Linked DNA regions of Mus musculus: regions 1 and 2 are each linked to region 3. A link is a contact called in public HiChIP or PLAC-seq data. All regions are on one chromosome and are shown on one strand. Each heading gives the region's core, a stretch centred on a gene start, on an enhancer-like site or on the middle of the called end of the contact. The rest is flanking DNA. Distances are from core to core; before and after follow the strand shown. Region 1 holds the start of Zfp811 (zinc finger protein 811). Region 2 holds the start of Zfp952 (zinc finger protein 952). Region 3 has its middle 12 kb from the start of Gm50050.

Evidence for each region. HiChIP or PLAC-seq counts read pairs in DNA pulled down with a chosen protein or histone mark.
Region 1: an H3K4me3 HiChIP or PLAC-seq map of embryonic stem cells shows a contact between it and region 3, with 25 read pairs. The contact joins the promoter of Zfp811 here to the enhancer-like site in region 3. A contact is called at or near these places in 8 of 39 promoter capture datasets (3T3-L1-derived adipocytes, the HPC-7 cell line, cranial neural crest and 5 more), 3 of 115 datasets of contacts at active chromatin or transcription factors (embryonic stem cells and trophoblast stem cells) and 3 of 9 other capture datasets (adipose tissue, liver and pancreatic islet).
Region 2: an H3K27ac HiChIP or PLAC-seq map of embryonic stem cells shows a contact between it and region 3, with 5 read pairs. The contact joins the promoter of Zfp952 here to the enhancer-like site in region 3. A contact is called at or near these places in 7 of 39 promoter capture datasets (the C10 cell line, the HPC-7 cell line, embryonic stem cells and 3 more), 2 of 484 Hi-C or Micro-C datasets (both in embryonic stem cells), 3 of 115 datasets of contacts at active chromatin or transcription factors (bone marrow-derived macrophages and embryonic stem cells) and 2 of 9 other capture datasets (adipose tissue and liver).

What each region holds. Positions count from the first base shown.
Region 1 is chr17:32,808,382-32,811,690 of GRCm38.p6, reverse strand. It overlaps Zfp811 (zinc finger protein 811), which reads left to right and starts at 1,760. Exons shown (of 4, transcript NM_183177.3): 1 at 1,760-1,909. The coding sequence starts at 1,907.
Region 2 is chr17:32,991,358-32,994,743 of GRCm38.p6, reverse strand. Zfp952 (zinc finger protein 952) reads right to left here and starts at 1,605. Exons shown (of 4, transcript NM_001045559.1): 1 at 1,486-1,605. The coding sequence starts at 1,506.
Region 3 is chr17:32,875,758-32,878,977 of GRCm38.p6, reverse strand. No RefSeq gene overlaps it. Among named protein-coding and RNA genes, the nearest start is that of Gm50050, 12 kb to the right of the region's middle. Within about 2 kb of position 1,282, at least 38 of the 459 cell types and tissues checked have an H3K27ac peak or open chromatin away from gene starts, as enhancers often do. A contact at or near this core is called in embryonic stem cells and trophoblast stem cells, where this site is marked.

The DNA.
Region 1 (3,309 bases), core at 511-3,010, 68 kb after region 3:
CAAGCCCTAACCTAACCCTAACCTTCCTACAACATGAGGTGTCTCAGAATCAGCTCTGAGAAATAAGCTACCCAAGATGGGGGAGAGTTACCTTGTCTCTAGGCTCTTCTTTCCAGAGAACCTGTTGGAAAGTCACAGACATCTCAGTAGGGTGCCTGAAATACTGCAGGGAAATGTAGGCTGATTAACTCCTAGCTGAAACCCAATACTTCCACAAAAGAAATTATCAGGATCCCTGTGCAACCAGATCCTAGACCACTAAGGACTTCGAATGGCATATCTTGTATAATGGGTTTGCGGCAGCCATCTTTCTTCCCTCCAAGTCACACGTTAAAAGACTTCTTCCTCCAAGTGCAGGATCACCTCTTCCTCCAAAGCCTTAAAATGGATACCGCTGCCCTTTCTGAGTAGTCTCTTTATTTCCTTCCCTTTTAGGCCCCACTGTTGTATTTGACATTAACCTGACAGAAATGAATGTTTTCTTAAAAGAGCCTTTAGCTTTAACAATATTGAAACAGTGAATTCCAAGAAATTGAGATTTCTCTGGGAATCTGGTATTGGGAGAAGAAAACCCTGGGCCAGAGCTGATGCTCATCTCCTCCAGGAAAGGGATGAACAACCTCACAGAGATGGTGACAGTCCAGTAATGGGTGGCATCACCCCTCATCCTGGACTGCTTAGTATGCCCTGGGCTTTAACTTAAACTTCAGTCTCACTTTAGTAACCCCAAGATAGACTAGTGGGGAATCACTGGGTCTTTTTGTTCCTCTTCCCAACATAGCCACATTGCATAAATTTCTTCTTTTCTGGTTTTCCCTACTAATTTGCATGTTTGTCTTCACGAGGTTGGGTGGCTGAACCTGGCTTCTTATAGACTGTGACCTCAAGTTTAGTAACAGCCATCAGGAACAATCTGACTCAGTGTCTCTCTTGCATTTGACCCTTGTATATATCTGCATGGACAAGCTGAACTGTACAGCACCTCCTGTCCAAACATTGACTATTTGGAGTCAGATAATAGTGTGCTTGTGGAACACACCAGAAGTCACTGGGTCAAATTAAACACTGGATCCTTGTTAAAGCGTGAGGACTTTGCTGGTATGTTTGACCTCTTTCTATAAATTCCACTTTCTGTATGCCTTCAATAATTTCATTCCTTCATATGTTTTCTATGCTATTGACTGAATATAGGTAGCCTCCATCCCTCCCTCACACACACTCTCTCTGTGTCTGTCTCCCTCCCTCCCTTACTCCCTCTCTCCCTCTCCCCTCTCCCCTCTCCCCTCTCCCCTCTCCCCTCTCCCCTCTCCCCTCTCCCCTCTCCCCTCTCCCCTCTCTCTCCTATTCCAGACCTGGTATGCCTTTTGTCTTCTATGGTGCGATGGGGCTGTTTCCATAGACACCGAGTCTGGAATCCCTCTGTGCTTCTGTAACCCCATCAGAAAGGGGAGGAAGCAAGAATTGCCCGCTGAGCAAGTGTTGGGTCAGGAAAGCTGGGACAGGGCTCTGCTTCTGCCCTTTCCCACTGTGGGGCCAGTGAGGATCTAGGAAAGTACTCTATGCAGTCTGGGTAGGCTTGAACCTAAAATTTCTAATTTGAATCTCAATGTGGTAGGTGAGTGTGCTCCTCCAGTCGCTAAAGCTTTAGGAGGCGGGTCTGTGGATTGATGGCCAACCAGGCAAGTTGTTTTGGGATGCATATCCAATGAAATATCCAGGCATTAGGAAGATGGCCGCTACGTATCACTGAGACATCCCCTTTTGGTCCCCGCCTTATTTGGGGATCTGGATTGTTAGCATCTGTACAGGGAATCTCCAGGTCTCTCTCTCTCTCTACTCCATTTCTGCCTCACCTCCACTGACTGCAGGAACTACAAGAGGACACTAGGACATCATGTCTCTGGAAATGGTTCGTGCGGGCGATTGTGGCAGTGGGGTACAGCTCTCGTCTGCAGAGGGGTCTCTCTGACTCTGATGAGCCTCAGAGCGGGATCCTCCGGGTGGAGCTGGTCCAGGCTGCCCTGTCTCTTGCTGAGCGCTCACTGAAGCAGACACATCTGGTCTCTCGCAGTGCCAGGTCTAGGCAGAGTGGGTGGTGGTGGCAGAGGGTGGTGGAGACTAGGTACTCGGGTTGGGGGTTCTGCACCAGAGGAGGTAAGAGGTGTGTTGACCCCCGGATCTTGTGCATGTTATTCTGAAACATACAGAGACATGGATCTTTTTTACACTGTCACGATTTATTAAATAGCCAATAAATTCTTTTTCCTTGACTACAGTTTTCCAAGTAAGCCCGATTTTGCCTTCTTTCTGGCCGTGGGCAGCCACTGCTCTTTTATTCCAATCTTAATCACTAACATTAAACCACATATTAACATTTCACACAATAATGAACCAAAACACAGGTTGCAGAATGGTTAAGAAAGTGTTAGAAAGGCTTGAAAGCACACAAAGCTTTACTGGAGTCCAGGCATTGGAGCTAATACGGGGACAAAGAGGGCTGTTGAGGATCGAATAATTCTCATCGATCAACTAAGCCGGAGAAACTGCGAGGACAAAGGCGGGAGGGAGTCCTTGCCCACGGTTATTCCCCTTCTCTTGACAGCTGACCCTGTGATCACTGCCTGTGTGCCACACTCTGGTTTTGGGGTGCTCCTTGTAGAAATTCAGGTGAGGGGTTGCATATATTGTGGTTGATAAGCTCATGCGTCTAGTGTTTTTGATAAAATTTGGTACATTTTCAGGAGTTGTTTACTGATGTCACTTTGTGCCTTCTGGAGTGCTGGCAAATAGTAGCTCTTTTTCCTCTATGAGATCTTATGCTTAAAACTCGAGCAAATCAGATTAACGTTGTTGCTGAACACAATGGAGCCATTCTAGGTTTGGCATAACCTGCAACATGAACTAACTACAAGCAGCCCGCCCCCACGCCCCCCTCCACCCCCCCCCACCCCCCCCACCCCCCCCCACCCCCCGCCGTCTTTTCCTTGTCTCATTTCAGTGGCACCTGCTTTTCCAATGAGCCTTGCAGGTTGCTCTAGTCTCATCCTGTCGCTGCAGTAACATACTGACTGAAGGCAGCATGGCTCGTGAGGAAAGGGTTCTTTTGGCTTATTATTTTCAGGTCACAGTTCATCATTGAAGGAATTCAGAGGGAAAGCTCAGGCAAGCACTTGAAGCAGACACCATGGAGGAATGCTGGCTGGCTTATAAACTCATGCTAAAATAGCTTTCTTATACAGCCCAGGACCCCCTGCCTAGGGAAGGTTCTTTTCATCATAGACTGGGCCTTCCCACATCAATTAACTATCC
Region 2 (3,386 bases), core at 356-2,855, 120 kb before region 3:
CATTACTTCCTCCAAGGCAGCATTCTGAACTTGGGCTTACCCAAAAGTCAGAGAAGTGATCGGCAACATTCTTAAGTAGCCGGTGTCTCTCTGCCACGTGCAAGAAGTTTCAGAGCTTTAGTCCATTGTTAGAGTGGGCAGCATGGTGGCACGCAGGCAGACACAGTGCTGGAGAGGTAGCTGAGAACTCTACATGCAGATACACAGGCAGCAGGAAAAGTCAAAAACAGTTTCAACCATTTCAAGGAAAAAAATAAATGGTGCCTTTGTGTCAGGCTGATCATCCCCGACTTTCTTGATGGTCAGAGATTACTATCTACATAGAACAAGTAGTTGAAGGCAAAAACACCAAAGATTTAATATTTCTTCCAAGAACTGTATTCCAATTAAAGACTAATTGACGAACTCTCCTAATTCTTTCTGTTCGGAGAAACCCACCAAGGAAAACCAAATTACAGCTACATGAATCCCTTCCCTCAGGCTTTCCCCCCATTTTTCCATATTTCCACTTTTAACTATTTTGACCAGCATTATTATTCAAAAGAGAGCTCAAAAGCGAGGTTGAAATAGATTTCCAATGGAGAAAAATGCCCTCTACACAACAAGGAGCCTTTGCCTAACATAAATAAAGCCTCGGGTTCAACTGGCCCTACTGTAAGGAGACAGTTGTCTGAATCCACGCATCTCAAGGACAGCTTCACTATCCTGCTGACAGAAACAAACTGAGTCCGTGTTCCCAGGCCCAGGAACCAGCTCCTTTGCCCCTCATCATTTTGAGTTACTCACCAAATGTCCAGGATGAGGCCTGACCACCAAGATTCTGAGAAAAAAGCCTTGAAACCAGGTGGCCCAGGGGAGGCTTCATCACCAATGATTCCTTTACCCCTTTCCTGTGACAAGCCGCAGGAGTCATCAAAATCACATTGGCGACTCCCTTGCCCAACCCCTTATGTCAAAATACGGCTGGACAACGCTACAGCCCACTCACTCCACTCCCCTTTGCTCTGAGGTCTCATCCGAAATATGCTGTGCAATTTTCCTTCCGGGACGGGGTCTATGCTATTGTCCCTGACCGGTCAGGTTTTTCTGCTTAATTAAAATAAAGATCTTGCTTTGCTGGACTCTTGTGCCTGCTTGTGTTTTGTTTTGGGGGGACCCCCAACAGCTGAAAAAAATAAAGAAAACGAAAGAAAAACACACCGTGATCACGGAGGAAAACTACAGCAGGGCAAACGAAAGTGCAAGGGCAGAAAGACCCGCAACAGCGCTCACACACCCTCTGTCGTTCAAAACGCAGTTTGCGTTCAGCATCACCAATCTACCAGCGCTGCAAATTCTGCAGAGGTGTAAGTTCGAGGCATGGACCCACACTGAAAGGACTGGCATGAAACCCGTTTCGTAGTGAAGGGACAGAACTGGACCCTGGTCTCCTGGCAGTGTCACAGATCTGCCATCCTCGAAGCCAGGAGCCCGTGACACACTCACCATTCTCTGCTTTTGATGCATACTGTGTCCTCTCCAAGGAGCCTGAAATTAGAAGAAGTGACAGTAACCGAAGAAGAGTTGACACGACTCTTCCCGCAGCTGCACCGGCTTCAAGATGGTAGCAAGTGAGGAACCCTTCGATTATCTGCGCTTCTTATTGGACAGGGGAATAACAGCGCCGTTGATTGGTGAATAACTCCCCCTGCCTCCTACGAGCTTAATTAAAAAGAAATCAGCCTTTCTGAGTACCGCTGCAGCTAAAATCACAGTTGTCACTCATGACCCTTTTAGCTTGCTCTTCACTAGAACAAACCTGGCGCAACCTGAAGTTTTGTGGCATTTAAGGAAACATTCAGCAGGATTCTTAGTGCATGCGTTTTCCAACTACACACCCTATCCCCTAAAGAACTAATGCTACAGCTTTACAGTGGAGCCTCTAGTGTCAGTACCCCAAGGAGAAAACCCAAGACTTTTCCTTAGGAAGAGTCCCTATGTCAATCTGGGGGCATAGGGAAAAAAAGAGGACCTGACATGCAAGCTCAAGATTTGGGGAGGTTAAGCTAAAGCTTTCGCAAACCTTGTGTTTCAATATACCCGTTTTCTGCCAAGAAAATTAAAACATATCAACAATGAATTCAACTATAAATTGTCTGGAGAAAAATGGAATTGCACACCCGAAGTTTTCTACAAAGGATTCAACAGGTCTGAAAAGCAGCCTTTGGACGTCAGCCAAAAAGGTTTCTTTGCCCAAGGAAATCCTCTATATTCAGGAATGTAAAATGGTCTCAGCCTCCCAGATCAACACTGATTTTGGACCAAGAGCTTCACAGTGGATCTGTTAGGTTCGGGGAGAAGCCAAGAAAATTGATTTCAAAGACAGCAGCTTAAAATGAAAGTTTTATTCTCTGAGTACACAGAGAGGTAGCCAGCTCGGGATCTCTACTGCATACCTGAAGGGAAATAGTATAGCATATTAAAGGATGAAACCACAAGTTCAGGGGGAAGCCGGGTGGGCTGTAGCATTGTCCACTCATATTTTTTTTTAAAGATTTATTTATTACATGTAAGTACATTGTAGCTGTCTTCAGACATTCCAGAAGAGGGCGCCAGATCTCCTTACGGATGGTTGTGAGCCACCATGCGGTTGCTGGGAATTGAACTCAGGATCTTCAGAAGAGCAGTCAGTGCTCTTAACCGCTGAGCCATCTCTCCAGCCCGTCCACTCATATTTTGACACAATGGGTTGAACAAAGGAGTTTCCATTGTGGCTCTGCCCCTGACTGGGAGCAGTCAGTCAGGAAGGTGATGCACATTGGCGACTGGGCCTTATCTGGGGCCACCCAGTTTCAATGTCCTTGAAATCCTGGACATTTGGCCTGTAACTCAAAATGATAAGGGTGCAAAGGGGTGGGCAAGCTGCATGTAATCAGTTAGGTCATGACAGGCAATCAGTGTATAGATTTATGGCGTGTGTACCTTAGTTTCCTTAACAGGCAACTTCTTTTTTTTTTTTTTTTTTTATATATTCTTTACTGGTTATCAGACAAGCAAGAAGCATGTGAAACAACAGAATCAGAGTTGGTTCCTGGGCCTGGGAACATGAACTCAGTTTGACCCAACCAGTAAGATGGAGAAGTTGTCCTTAAGACTACTGGACTCAGACAACTGTCTCCTTACAGGTCATAATGAGCCAGAGACACCGAACATTCACTCTGGAAGCTCTCCATGTCTTCCACTACTTTCTCTACCAGGAGACTGACCTTCCAATGCCTTAATAGTCACAAGGGGGAAAGTGTCATCCACACTCAAGTTATGGGTTTTGCCTTTGGTTTAGATTTTTCAAGACAGGGTTTTTATATGCAGCCTTGCCTGTCATGGAACTCACTTTGTAGACCAGGCTG
Region 3 (3,220 bases), core at 33-2,532:
CAAGGACAATGGCAAGGACAGCAGCACTTTTCAGCCGCCACGCCCCATAATGGCTCTGGGATGTCCCTAGATATGAACTCAACAGATTAAGATAGAGGTCACCTACCCAGAGTTCCCCTACTGTGCTTTAAATCAGGCCTGCGAGCTCACTTCGGGGGGGTCTCTCTGTCTTTATCTTGGTAGTGGGAGACCCCAGCATGATGGACTTCTGCAGAATAAAACACTGTGTTTACATACTACTTGAATCCCCTGTATCATTCTTCGGACAATCATGAACCCTTACACCATTAAGATGCCTATCTAGCCCTGCAGTCCTTTTGGAAAATACTTGGCTTTTGGAATTGGCTTTGAGGAAGACCACAACAGCCAAAGAGTAGGAAGCCAAATATTGCCGCTGATTATAGTTCTGAAAGTGTAAGACCCGAAAAGCCTTACGTCCGGGATGTCCCACTCACAGAGACGGAGATCGATGCAAAAAGCAAGAGGTTTATTAATCCACCCTGCTGGGGTCGTTCTGAAATCAGGATAGAAGCAACCCTGAGTAGCTAAAGCACACACCTTTTATACATTTTTTAGAGCAGTTCTCAGTCACAGTTTAGGGCTGGCAGTTTATCACTGGTTAACCTTTAACTGCATTAAGGGGGCAGACTTAAGGACCGGAGACATTGTGTGGGCTTTTCTATACAATCGGAAGACTTAGCACACCTTGCAGTGAGGCAAATTCTGGGAAAAGAACACATTTACTTAACTTTTTTACAACCATGGTCATTTTGAGCTACCACAAATCTTACAAAAGGAGTTTCCCACCGAGCCCCAAGGTCTGTAACTGCCTTCATGGCCAGTGTGATTCCTTCATTAATCCCTGCTGGTGCTCAATGTCCTGCATGGACGACAGCGGGATTCTGGGATCGGGAAAGATCAAGAGTCTGTAATTTGAGCTCTACCTTGCCTGGTTCAAGTTGCTTCCTCTGTTCCTGGGTCTTGAGGAGGTGGGTCCAAGGTGTTACTTGAGCGCTTGTATTGATTGGCCAACGAGGAGTTTGTTCTGTGAGTGAGGCATTCTGCCACTATCAGATCTGTTTCTTTTCCTGCGCATTTTAGGTACCTGTGTGTTCTTTGAAAGCAGATCCTAGAGCACAGTCCTTGGCCTCCAGGTCGCATTCATTGACTGCAGGAGTGGCAGGAGGACACCAGGACACGAAAAGACAGGAAATGGTGAATGCTGTTGAGCGTCCCAGGTGTGGGAGGAGGCAGCTGCAACCTGGAGGCGGTAAGGGATACCGCTGATACTGCTTGCCGCTGAGTCTGGTCTGTCCCCGCTGGCCCCTGCTGCTTCTGGCATCCTGCTAGAAGGAGCTGGGCCAGCAGGCAGAGCTTCGGGCCTTTCCTTATCTGAGCTTTGGGTGTTGCAACGTCTCTTAGCTTAGCGCGTGCTGCCCGGGTCCCCTACAGTCTGGGTCGTGAGTGGGCCGCCTTAGGAGTCGAACTGGGGCTTTTTTGCAGAGATGAGGGAGGGGGATCTACGTGGATGGTAGCTGTTAATTCACTGCCCTGCTCTTTACCTAAAACCTCGCCACACTCCCATGTAATGTCTCAGGATGCAGCTACTAAGAGTATCTGTGACTCTCAATATTATAAACAAACAAAACGGGGCAGAGAAGCATCCGGACACAATGACAGCCGGAGACCACTTTTTTGGAATAGCACGGCTTTATTCCCTGGATGAGTTGAGTGCACCTAACAGGGCTCGGGGACTTACACAGGAAGTTCAAGCTTTTTATTGGTTCGGTTCGGTTCCATTGGGAGCAGAGGGTTTGGGAAACTCCATATCCGGTCTTCTTGTTTCTGCAGGTAGAGCGGAATTAACGGTCATGCTGTGGTTAAGAACTCCATATGACTAGGCGCCTGCACAACCTGGCTCAATTTCTCATAAACCTCAAGTCATGAGCTAAACCTCAGCTGCAGTTAAGGTGGGGAAAACGACTGGATGCAGGATAGCTTAGAGTCATGGCTCTCTAGTCTTTTGTAAGGGGGTGGGGAGTTGGACTTTTCCAGACAGGGTTTCTCTGTGTAGTTCTTCTGGCTGTCCTGGAACCCACATTGTGAACCAGGCTGATCTCAGACTCAGAAGTCTCTCTGCCTCTCCAGAGCTGGGAGTAAAGGCTTGCACCACCACACCCAGCTTCAGGGCTCAAGTGTCTATCTGTTCCTTCTCCGATGCTTTTTCACACTGCCCGTGCTTAGCGTAGGTCTGCCTGTGGTTATAGATTATGCCTTAGGTTATAGCTGCCTGAGGCTTGATATTATAATTCACCCAGTGAATCTCTTCTCAGCTCCCTTTCTGTCAAACCTATAACATCATTCATCTTACAGTGACCACAAGAGCCTTGAGCCCGTTATGTCAGGCAACAGACAGACACGTTTGTGTTATTGAAGCTGGCATTCCCAACCTGTGCCCCAAGTCAGGCCCAGCCCCCTGTTCTCAGTAAGCCAATAAAGAAGAGCCAAATATTGGTGAAAAGCAGAAAAGATGCATTCAGTGTCTGTACATTGGAAAGTGTTAACGCCTGGGGAACTGCTGCCTGCCTGTTTAGCAAGCCACTGCATGCTGCTATTGCTGTCACTAGGAGACTTCCTCATGTCCAGGTTGATTGCATATTCTGTTATGTTCTGTGCTTTGGTGTTTTTTTGAAACCAATCACAATAAAGTCAGAAGTGCTTTGTATAGTTAGCCGCAATAAGCTTGGCCCTGAACCAATGGCCTGGTAGCACTGTGTATGCGCTTTTATGGTTTTTGCTTTTGTTGTTGATGTTGTTCTTAAAATTTTTTAAAAGATTTATTTACTTTGAATGTGCATTGGTGTTTTACCTGTATATTTATGCCTATGTGAGGGTGCCAGCTCTCCTGGACCTGGAGTTACAAACAGGAGTTGTAAACTGCCATATGGGTGCTGGGAATTGAACCAGGATCCTAAACTCTGAGCTATCTCTTCAGCCCATGATAAACATTTTTTTCTTAAGATTTATTTATTTATTATATGTAAGTACACTGTAGCTGTCTTCAGACACTCCAGAAGAGGGCGTCAGATCTCATTACAGATGGTTGTGAGCCACCATGTGGTTGCTGGGATTTAAACTCAGGACCTTTGGAAAAGCAGTTGGTGCTCTTATCCGTTGAGCCATCTCACCAGCCCCAACATTTTTTAATTATTTATTTTAT